Regions from separate parts of the Arachis hypogaea genome. Here region 1 is linked to region 2. The links are chromatin contacts, called in public Hi-C maps. All regions are on one chromosome and are shown on one strand. The core of a region is the stretch at or near the end of the contact, and the rest is flanking DNA. Distances in the headings are between cores, read along the strand shown. Region 1 holds the start of LOC112758117 (sucrose nonfermenting 4-like protein). Region 2 overlaps LOC112758114 (protein indeterminate-domain 7).

The links. A called contact is a pair of places that touch in the nucleus more often than the background predicts.
Region 1: a contact with region 2 is called in a Hi-C map of an unstated tissue, with 3 times the contacts expected there. The contact joins the promoter of LOC112758117 here to the enhancer-like site in region 2. A contact is called at or near these places in 3 of 8 Hi-C or Micro-C datasets (leaf and an unstated tissue).

The regions. Positions count from the first base shown.
Region 1 is chr16:17,135,433-17,140,767 of arahy.Tifrunner.gnm2.J5K5, forward strand. LOC112758117 (sucrose nonfermenting 4-like protein) reads left to right here and starts at 3,242. Exons shown (of 14, transcript XM_025806703.3): 1 at 3,242-3,517; 2 at 3,711-4,069; 3 at 4,269-4,356; 4 at 4,816-4,995. The coding sequence starts at 3,945.
Region 2 is chr16:17,075,025-17,080,496 of arahy.Tifrunner.gnm2.J5K5, forward strand. LOC112758114 (protein indeterminate-domain 7) reads right to left here. Exons shown (of 3, transcript XM_025806699.3): 2 at 4,529-4,925; 3 at 2,855-3,916. The coding sequence ends at 3,019. Among protein-coding and RNA genes, the nearest start is that of LOC112758114, 4.2 kb to the right of the region's middle. Within about 2 kb of position 3,672, at least 1 of the 3 cell types and tissues checked has open chromatin away from gene starts, as enhancers often do.

The DNA of each region.
Region 1 (5,335 bases), core at 1,992-4,491, 60 kb after region 2:
GTTCATTACAGTAGTTTAGTTGCTTTATTTACTACAATTTATTTTAATGTCGAGTAAACTTGTTAGTTGTAAATTTGTGTTTTGATTTGTGATTGAGCTGTGAATTTAACTTTTGAGTTGTGACTTTTAACTTGTGAATTTGTGTCCTCATAATTTTTATAATTTTTAATTTTTTATATTTTACGAGTGACGTTTACATTCCGTCTTACGACTTAAGAAATTGTAAAACTTTGAATTTTATTAGTTAGAAATTATTAAATTTAAATATTTAAAATTATATATTGAATTTACAAACAAATTTTTTTAAAAAATAAAAAATTTAAGTTTATTGGGGGATTTATCGTCGGTTAAATCCACTAGTAACAAGCTCCAGAATTAAATTTATATATGCCACTAAATTCGCTGATAATTAGCGGCAGACGAAAAAGTTGTCTGTAAATAGTTATTGGCAAGGTTTATACCGTCGAATTTATTTGGCTACTAAATTCGACAATAAACAGATTACTGGTGGATTTTTTATAAATCTACCAATAAATTCAACGGTATCCGATAACTTTCTTTTAGTGCTTAGTTCTTTCTCTTTTTTACACCATCCTCTCATTTGTACCAAGTTCTTGTGTTGCAGCCTCCTCCTGCTTGAAATCTCTACCAAAAATTCTCTCATGCCTTGTTTCGAGTCATGGTTGACGCATTTCATAGCTACTTTTGCATTGTTCTGAAGTGTTCTGACGTATACTCTTCCAAAACTGTTGGAGCCCAGAAGATTCTCCCTTCTTAATTCTACCATTATGTTGCCGAGTTTATAGTAGAAGAATTTGTGGTGCCAGTAGTCGAGTTCCTAATTCTCGATCTCTTTTTCTTGCTCCTCTATCTTCTTTCGCTACTAGAGGTGACAAACTAATGCCGAGATTGCCATGAAAGCAGTGTAGCCGATAATAATTCTGATGATCATGCCGCTAAAGAGAAAGAGGAAGAAAATGTTGGAGGCTGGAAGAGTAGTAAATTAGTTGTGTTTATTTCTTTTATAGAACTTGAATTGTTGAAATTTCATGCGATCTCTCTCTACTCTTTAATTCAATTGGTTTTCAAAGTAAATAACCCAACAAATATCTCAAAAGACAAGTAATTCTCCATGGTTGAATCTTTCTTAATTGCAACTGGATGCATCTAAACTTCTTACTAATGGTCATTAGAACAGGATAATTTTAGAATTTGAACAAGGTAGGATTTTGGGACACAACATAAACAAAGAATTGAGAGAGAAAATACAACGTTTTGTGAATGACTACATAGACTAATTTATCCATTAGCTACAAGGATTTATCTGTCTACTCGCTAAACAGATTTTATTTACATTTATAAAATACTATTTAAGAATAAGTTTAATTAAATCCATTATATTTGAAAAAATATACTCTAATCAAATTTAAATTAGTAGTTTTAATTTTTTTTATTTGTATTGAATTAGATTTAAACCTCTCTAATATCATGAGACACTGTCACTTTAACAAATTCTTATCAAATTATTGCATGTCAGTTTTGACATTTAACTCTATTTTTTTATATGATATACCAACACTTAAAATAATATATTTTTGTTATGAACTTAATTTTGATATATGAAAAAATATGAAAAACCAATCGGGTCATAAACCAACACAAGTCAACTCTCTTCTAATTCAAATTTTTAAAAAAATAAAAAATTAAAAAAAATCACTAAAGTTGGCAATCTAGTTTCACATTCACACATATTCAGAGTACTAAGTAAAAAAATAACTGCTCCAATTCTTATCTCGTATCGTATTGTCACCTTTATGATCTCTTTTCATAGTCACCACTCTCCAAGGACTACTGATCACCTTTCAATGCAACACCTTCCGTTGCGAGGTTGACGTTGCCGATCATCACCGTTTGTTGCCGATTGCCGTGACTACCGAACGCTAAATGCAACACCTTTTATATCGGATGCAGGAGCGTCCACCACACACAACATTTACGCCAACCAGAACGCCGTCCACTGCGGAATCCAGCGGATCCGAGGAACGCATTGCCGTCGAACGTGATCTCAGCATTGACGCATCTCTCTCCATCGATGATCTTCTCAAAGGCCAAACCGACGCTTCTTCTTTTCATCGCGTCTGTCACCACTTCTTCTTCACCCTGCATTTGTCGTTGCCACCTTCTTCTTCTTCATTTTGAATTTTTTTTTTTGTCTTAGGTGTTGGATTTTTTTTATAGTTATATATGTTTCTTTTTCTAATTTTGGATGTTTTTTCTAATACTTTTGGATGTCTCGTTTTGTTAGGTTTTGGTTTTTAAAAATAAATTTTAAAAATAATTTTAGATTTTTAATTTTTTATTAGATTTTGAATATTTTTCATGATAATTTGAATTGACGTTCTCTCCAAATAAATTTTAAATAATTTTTGGATATCTCTTTTTTAAATGAATTTTGGAATTTTAAAAATAAATTTGAATATTTAAAATATATTTTGGACTTTATAAAATAATTTGGATGTTTGTTATTATTGGGATAGATGTTTTATTTTTTAGATTTTGGATGTTTTCTTTATAATAGTTTGAATTCATGTTTTTACCAAAAAAAAAAAAAAATTAACTGCTAGTTGGCTCTAATTGGTACCCGCTATTTGGTTTCCTAACGGAGTCGTTGATATATTGACCATGTAATATATTTTACGGTGAAAACTCACATGTAGTTATTTTCATGTGACATTAAAAGCTAAGAGTCATGAGATAATTTGATAGGTTTGATTAAATTGTTATCTAATGACTCTCAATTATTAACTTCACACGAAAACAATTGCATGTTTTACATAATCGTACAATCACAATAATTTTTTTATGGCTATTCGTGTATTTAATATAAAAAAGAGTTATTTTTACTAATGTGATATTACATAATTAAATACACGTGTAAAACTATTTTACACTAAAAAAATATAAAAATTAATATTTTTTTATATTTATATGATTTTAATAATTTTTTAACATATGTACTAAAGTTTTAAAAAATAGTTATTGATAGTTGAACAAAGTAGCTTTAACCCTATTAAGATTCCATGTCTACCTGCCTATGGTTCTTAATTACCATGACAAAGCATAATTACTGCCCCAATGTATTAATTTTTGGCCTTTGTTTTGTGTCTGCTGCCAAAGGCCCTGCCTGCCACCTTAATTAACTACACTTAATTAACTAACTAACTAATTAATTATTATTAGTAGCTTTATTAATTAATTAATGCATTCTCTCGTTTTCCTCTCTCTCTCTCTCTCACCTACGCTGCTTCATCCATTTTTCCAGTCTCATTCTCTCTCTCTCTCTCTCTCTCTCAACCCACAATTCCAATTCCCTCCCTCAAATGCCAATTTCTCAATCCCTTTGATTTTCTATTCTCTTTTTTCTCTACACTGCTTTTGACCTAAATCCCCTTCTTTACTAACATCCTAGATTGCTTTCGGACCCAATTTCAGGACCTCCGCTGCTTCGAATCTCGTGGTAAAATTTCACTTTTTTTTTTGGAATAAAAAATCTATTATCTGGGATGGGCTAATCCAAATTGTGCACAACTTCTGAAAACTGTGCCCATTGAATGGTGGAACTTTGGATAACTTAAAATTTATTATTATTATTATTATTATTATTATTATTATTATTATTATTATGTTGACGTAATTCGTTGATTTTTCAGGTGCTTAATTATCATCGATCACGGAGTTTTGATTTACAGCCCTCTGGGTTTAGTGGGTCTGAAGGGGTGGTGGTGGTGATTGTGAAGGTACACTACACTGCATGTTTGAGAATTAAGGGGAGGGTTCCTCTGCTCTGCTGTGGAGGATACCCGTGGCAGAGAAGTGATTTTGATATAGCTTTTTGTGGCTTTGGAGAGTGCTTTTGAATTGTGGGGTGTCGAATTTCAGAGGAAATGTTTGCTCCAGTAGCTGAAACAGGATTTGAGGGTAGTGGAGTGTCAGGACCCATTTTGATTCCAAAGCGGTTTGTTTGGCCTTATGGGGGAAAAAGGGTATATCTAAGTGGTTCTTTCACGAGGTAGGTACATGTATTATCAAATTCTTTATTGCTACTAGACTAGTTCTTTGTTATTCAACATGCTACATGGTAGATGTGAGAATGTGCTTGTGTTTGTATTCTAAGGGTTCTCTCTTTTTTTTCTAATTCCTTTAATTTTTTCCAGTTTCTTATTTATGTGGGAGAATTAATTTACTAAGGTTGAATTGTTTATTCGCAGATGGTCAGAACATATACTAATGTCTCCTATGGAGGGATGCCCTTCAGTCTTTCAAGTTACTTGCCCTTTAATGCCTGGATATCATCAGGTTATTTGTCCCCTTTGAATATCGAAAGCTTGAGGAAATAATTTTAATATGCTGAAACATTTACTAATGAAAATTAGGTTATTTGAACCTCATTATCCTTGAAGATCAGAGTAGGTGAATGAGATCATTCAGTTTTGTTTACTCAAGTTGTGAGGACGACAAAAAAAAAAGAAGGAGGAATGTGCCTGTCATTGTCAGTGAATTGTTGTTAAACCTTTTGGGATTAAGCTTAACTTAGAACAGGCTGAAACAGACAAGGTTTCTTTATGAGTTTTGTTAATCACTTTATGACTGTATGTATGGGTAAAAGTTGACAGAGGCTTCAAATAAGGCACATGAGTTGTCTTTCCCCAATGGGGAAATATAGTGAAATATATCTAATATCTAATTCTTAACATAATATGGAATGTATATCTGATTCAAGCTGACACGGCTAATATTCTTTCCAACAATGTGCAGTACAAATTTAATGTCGATGGTGAGTGGCGCCACGATGAGCAGCAACCAGTTGTAAGTGGGAACTATGGAGTAGTTAATACTATTTATTTAGGGCGAGAACCAGATATGCACACCATTTTGAGTTCTGAAACACCTGGTAGATCTCACATGGAGGTTGATAGTGTTATCTTTGGGCATGTGGTAAGTCCTCACTTCTTACTTTTGTCCTGTTTTGGCATTGTAATTTAATTATTGGATAGTATTCTAAGTTTCTAACTAACATAGGAGTGTGAGTCCAACGTTAGCCATATTAAGGAACTGTGTTTAAGTAGAGTCTCTCCCCTTTTAACAGCCTGGCTTGTGAGAGTGACTATCTGATTGGTCTTTAAAGTTAGTCTGATCATCACTGGTTTTCAAGAGTTGCTTTCCTTCTAGAAAAATAAATGCATGTTTTGTGTCCCTGTTAGTGTCAGCTTGAAACCTACTTGTAAGTTAAAATGAATTTTGAAGAAGTTATGTCTAATTCTGACGGAAGAGGGGG
Region 2 (5,472 bases), core at 2,422-4,921:
TATGTGCATTAAAGAACTGAGGGAATGATTCTTTGATAAGGGAAGGTGTCCCCCAAAGACAAGATGATCTAGATGATCCTTCGGTAAGGGAAGGTGATCGAATCGAGATGATCCTTCGGTAAGGGAAAGTGATCGACAAACTTTTGGGCACTTTCGGTAAGGAAAGAAGACTCTCATCAATTTTATAATAATATATCTTGGTTACCATAACTTCCTTCTTGGTATGTCTAAATAACCTTGATTGTAAATTGAACTGAGAGAATGATTCTTCAGTAAGGGAAGGTGACCCCCAAAAACAAGCTATCGATATGATCCTTCGGTAAGGGAAGGTAATTACCAAAATGTTTGGGATAAGAACCTTCGGTAAGGGAAGGGAACTCCTACCTTTTAGACCGATTTGAGCTCAATACCTTCCATATAAAAGCTATGAGAAAAAGTAATGAAAAGTATGATCATGATTGTTCTTCTTTTATCCTTTTTTAATTTATGATTATGTTTATTATTTCATTCAAAGATCCTTCTTTTATCCAAAGTTCCTTTTTATTTGATGGATGATATTGTTTAAGATCTTTATTTTATTTAGATCTATTCTATTTGACTTATTTATGCCAATGTTAGTGTTCTTCTCTTATTTATTATTTATTTTGCCTTACTTTACGGCCTATGAAAACATAAATCAAGATTTATGAGTCTGCATTCTATATATTTTAATGCTATAGGCATTTTGTATGTGTCACACATGTCATAACATAAGTAAATAACAAGCATCTAAAAATCACACCACTCCGACTAACAAAGACTTTTAGAAATAATAATTGAACAACATTGCATCATCACTGTTTTTATTTTAAAACTCGGAGTGGCTGGGGATGGATACGATGACACCATATAGATAAACTACTAAGAAACTTTTGTTTCTCACCCCTCTCTCCGTACCATCTTCAGGAATGATGCTGTACAAAGCAATACACAGCTCAGTTGAGGTGAAAGGACAAGTGCACTATTAGGAGCAAGCTATCGAGGACGTAGATACAAAACATTAAGCGTTTACCTTAAGAAGGAAGAATACGCGATTGTTTTAGCCATAGTTTTACAAATTAAGAGAATTAGAAATTTTTTTGTGTCTTGTTTTATTTTTATTGAGTGATTGCAATTGTAACTATGATGTTTCTTTTTATGATTATTTGGTATGAATAAAGCTTGTCATTGTTGTGCTTTCATAGTTTAGCATGCCCGTTTTTCATGTTAGTATTTTCAGATCTACTCATATTTTTCAACTAGTAACTATTCTAATAAAAACTAGTTATTCAATATTTTTATATATAAATTATTTTATATAAATATTTCATATTTATTTTTAAAATTTTTTTTGCAATGTTTTGAATATCAACTACTAAATATAATCCAAATAAAGCTAAACTCAGTTTAAAAGCATTAGGGTGTTACATGTGCTGTTTTACTGAATTGTTATGATTGGTAAGTCGCTATGCACCTCGAACAAGGGCTGTGGCAGTCTCCCGCTTGTCGAGGTAGCGGTACTGGCGTAGGGGTCGAGGTAGTTTTCCGCCTACGTTGAGATGTGAGGGCTATAGTAGTCTTCCGCTCACATAACCTTTCTGCTGCCAGAGTGAACTCGGGTACTATAACCCGAAAGAGTGTGTCTGACACTATAACTCGCGAGGCGCAAGATAAAGTAAGAGTGAGTATGGCACTATATCCCTGGTTGTGGCAGAAAGGCAACACCATCGGAGGTGTGTCAGATTGGCATTTTGAACCGACAAGTGATATCACGAGCCAAAATAGGATAGACATTTGTCATATGCATCTTCTATCTACTTGTTTGTTTTGATTATTTGGGTTATGCCTATTTGATTAATATGTCTAAATGCTAATTGACTTATCTGTTATACATGAATATTATTTGTGCTTTATTTGTTGGCATTAAATGTGTTTTCTGGCGTTAAAGAGGATCAGGATGCAGTGGTGATGGGATCGCATGGAGGTTAGGTTGGCGAAGGCCGTGGAATACAGCGGTATGATTAGTATTAGTTAAAAATTTCCTAAGTTTAGATAACCCTATTTATGGTTTATGGTTTAAGTTATTTATTTTCGTTAAGGCTTGAATATCTGTTTTTGATGTGAAGTTTTAGAATTGCCTTTGGCATCTCGGAACGTTATATCTTACATATTGGGCATTGTTACCATACTGAGAACCCCCGATTACCATATTGAGAACCTCCGGTTCTCATACCATATGTTGTTGTTATTTTTTAGATGTAGATCGCAACTCATCTCAGTGAGTTTGCGGATGATAACAGAGTGGAGGATCTTTTGTTATCTTTGTATTTTGGTTATTTTGTTGTAATACTCTCTCCCACCCTTTTTATTATAAAATCCAAAATAATAAACTTTATTTAATTACAAGAGTGCAATACTTCTTAGTTTTTACTTAATAAAAAGTATTTAAAAATAATTTGGCTACTTAGATTTTTTCATATTATTTTATGGCGAAGATATTTTTAAAAAGAAAAAGTCTAGGTGGCTAGTAGATTATGTGATTTTTAGTCATCAATTAGTCATCAATTATGTTTTTAATGGTCCGAGATTGCATCTAATGATGTAGAATCATTCAATTTCTTTTTGATGGTTAAGTGCCGACCAGAATTTAATAAAAGTGCTGGCCCTAGCACTCCTCTTTTAAAAAAATTTAAATTATTAACATGCGGTATGTGTTTAGGTTTTGTTGCATTGTGTTACCATTAGTTCTGCAATTATATTCATCAGGACATAAGAACTTTATTAGACGCGCGCATTTTAATCTGTACCAACATCATCTAATGAGGCGGCAATAATATATGTCAACAAAGGGAATGAATTAAGGACTGAAAATAATGTTACAATAATATCGAAGTGTACACAATTGAACTAATTAACCGTGGACAAGTAATTATTCCTAAAATTAAGAAGAAATTATGGCGCAGACATAATACACATACATTATTGATGAACACTAACGTCTTACGCTAAGGGACCAATACCAAAGTATCCATGGGCACCACCATCTCCGGCGCCGCCACCACCACCAGCACCTCCCGCTCCGATTCCCAGAAAGTCGAGAGTCATTACATCCTCACTTCCCTTAGCTCCACCAATATTAATGGTGCTACTACTCCTACCACTCACCGGGGGGATACTGAATCCACTGCTTCTGTTGTTCTGATCAATGATCTTGGCTAAGGCCTTACTTTGATCCAATATAGCATTAAACATTTCCACACCGTTCATTCCAACGCTCCCGTTGAAATTATTGTTATTATTAAACTGAGACGATGAAATATTATCGTGTTGAGGATGAGCATTGTGCATGAAGTGTTCCATGATGATCCCATTATTGGAAGAAGCAAATGACGGGGGTGCCATGCTAGTGTTATTGTTATTATTGCTCACGCTTGTTGCACCCATTTGTGCAGCTTTTTGAAGCAATGCCGTGGCGGACATGTGAGGTAACCCTGCAGCTAAATGGACCCCACCACTCTCATCGAACATGTTTAGCGGAGAATGTGGTGAGTTCAGTTGAAGAGAGGGCAGTGATGAAGGGTTTATTAGGTGGTTGTTGGTGGTTGTGGTGGTGTTGATGAAGGGTTTCTGTTCAGGCATTGACATTGGCACGAGTTCATGAGGGAATGATGGATGCTGCTTGAATTCGGAAGTAGAAATAATGTGTGGGTTACTATTATTACTACTACTGTTATTGCGAGTGATTGGTAATGATGCAACTAGGTTTGGGATTAATGGTTGCAATAAGTTGGAACCTATCTTTGGAAAATGTCCTAGTACTCCTCCTTCATTGTTCACTTTGTTATTCTCATCAGCCAGTGCGTCACAGAAAGCTCTGTGGGTTATGAAGCTATCTCTTCTGCACACACAAATCAAAATAATTAAATAATTTCATATCATGGACTAGTGTTTGGATGTTATTTGATTATAAAACCAAAAAATAAAAAAATAAAAAAATTTTAACATTTCAGTCTGCTTTTGGCATTTTTTTTAAGTAAAAAATGCTTTAAGCAATAAATAAATGAAAAATATTTTTATATTATATTATTATATCTAAAACATAATAGATAAATAAAAATTAAAAAATAATTTTAATTTTTAAAAGAATATTTTTTTAAAGCTTACCCAAATAATAAATTCATAATAAGCATTGATGTGTAAACTATTATTTTTACATATATCTACATTTTTGTATAAGTAGTTGTCTTCGTATGTATTGGTTAAAAATATATTATTTGCATATTAAAAATCAACTATCAAAATATAAATAAATTATATATTTGTTTTTTATATTTATTTTATATTTTAATATATATTTTATAGATAATTAAATTGGTTAGAAGGATTAGTATAATGGAATAATACTTTTATATTTTACCATAAAATGTGACCATAATTCAATAAAAATATAATATAAAGTGCTATTTTAAAATAAATCACACTCCGAAAAGATGAAATTTAATTTAAATACCTGGAAAAGACGGTGCCGCAGTCACATTTGTATTCTTTGGTACCACAGATTTTGGAATGAGCTTTCCAGTCAGATTGAACGGCGTATTTCTTGTTGCATTTGTCACATTTCCACTTCTTGTCGCCGTGCTTTCTGCTGAAGTGCTTCTTGATTCCGGTGAGGTCTCCCAGTGCTCGAGCAGGATTGTGGTGGACACACGACGCTTCGGGACACACGTACACCCTTTTCCGCACTTCGCTGCTGCTTCTCTGTTTCAGCTTCCATGGCAGGTTATGCCCTCTCCGGTGAAGTTGAAGGTTCTGATCCCTTTGGAAACCTTTGTTGCAGATCTCACATATGAACCGGTTTGTAGTCACCAGCGTGTTTGGCGATAGAGCTATCACTTCAGCACTTGGATCTGCATGTGAACAATGCACTTACTTAACCCTGCTTTTGGATAATCTTTATGCATAAATATCTAAAAGTAAAAATTCAGATACACTTAATTTTATATGAAGTAAATAATTAAGAACTATTAAATAATAATTTAGTTAAATATGTAAAATTATTTAATAATTATCAGCTATCAACTTCAAATGAGTTAGTTAACTGAACTTTAAAGTTTTCACCCGAAAACTTTTTAAATATTTTTCAGAAATTTTTTGTTCCACGGGTGTGTATATATATATGATTTTTTATTTTTTAGGATTGATTTTGGTTTACATATAACCTTTTTTTAATTTATTTATAACTCGTGATATATCAACAATTTTGGAAATATATAGATGGGTGGATTTTTTTTAATTTGAAATTTTAATTTTGAAAGTAAAAATAATTGGCATAGCTGATGTTTACAATTTAAATAGAATGAAATAAGATTATTTTTTTAGATTATCTAAAAAAATTTCGAATTGTGATATTGATGATTTTCGTGTGCCTTAAAAATAATTAATTTGTATTTTATA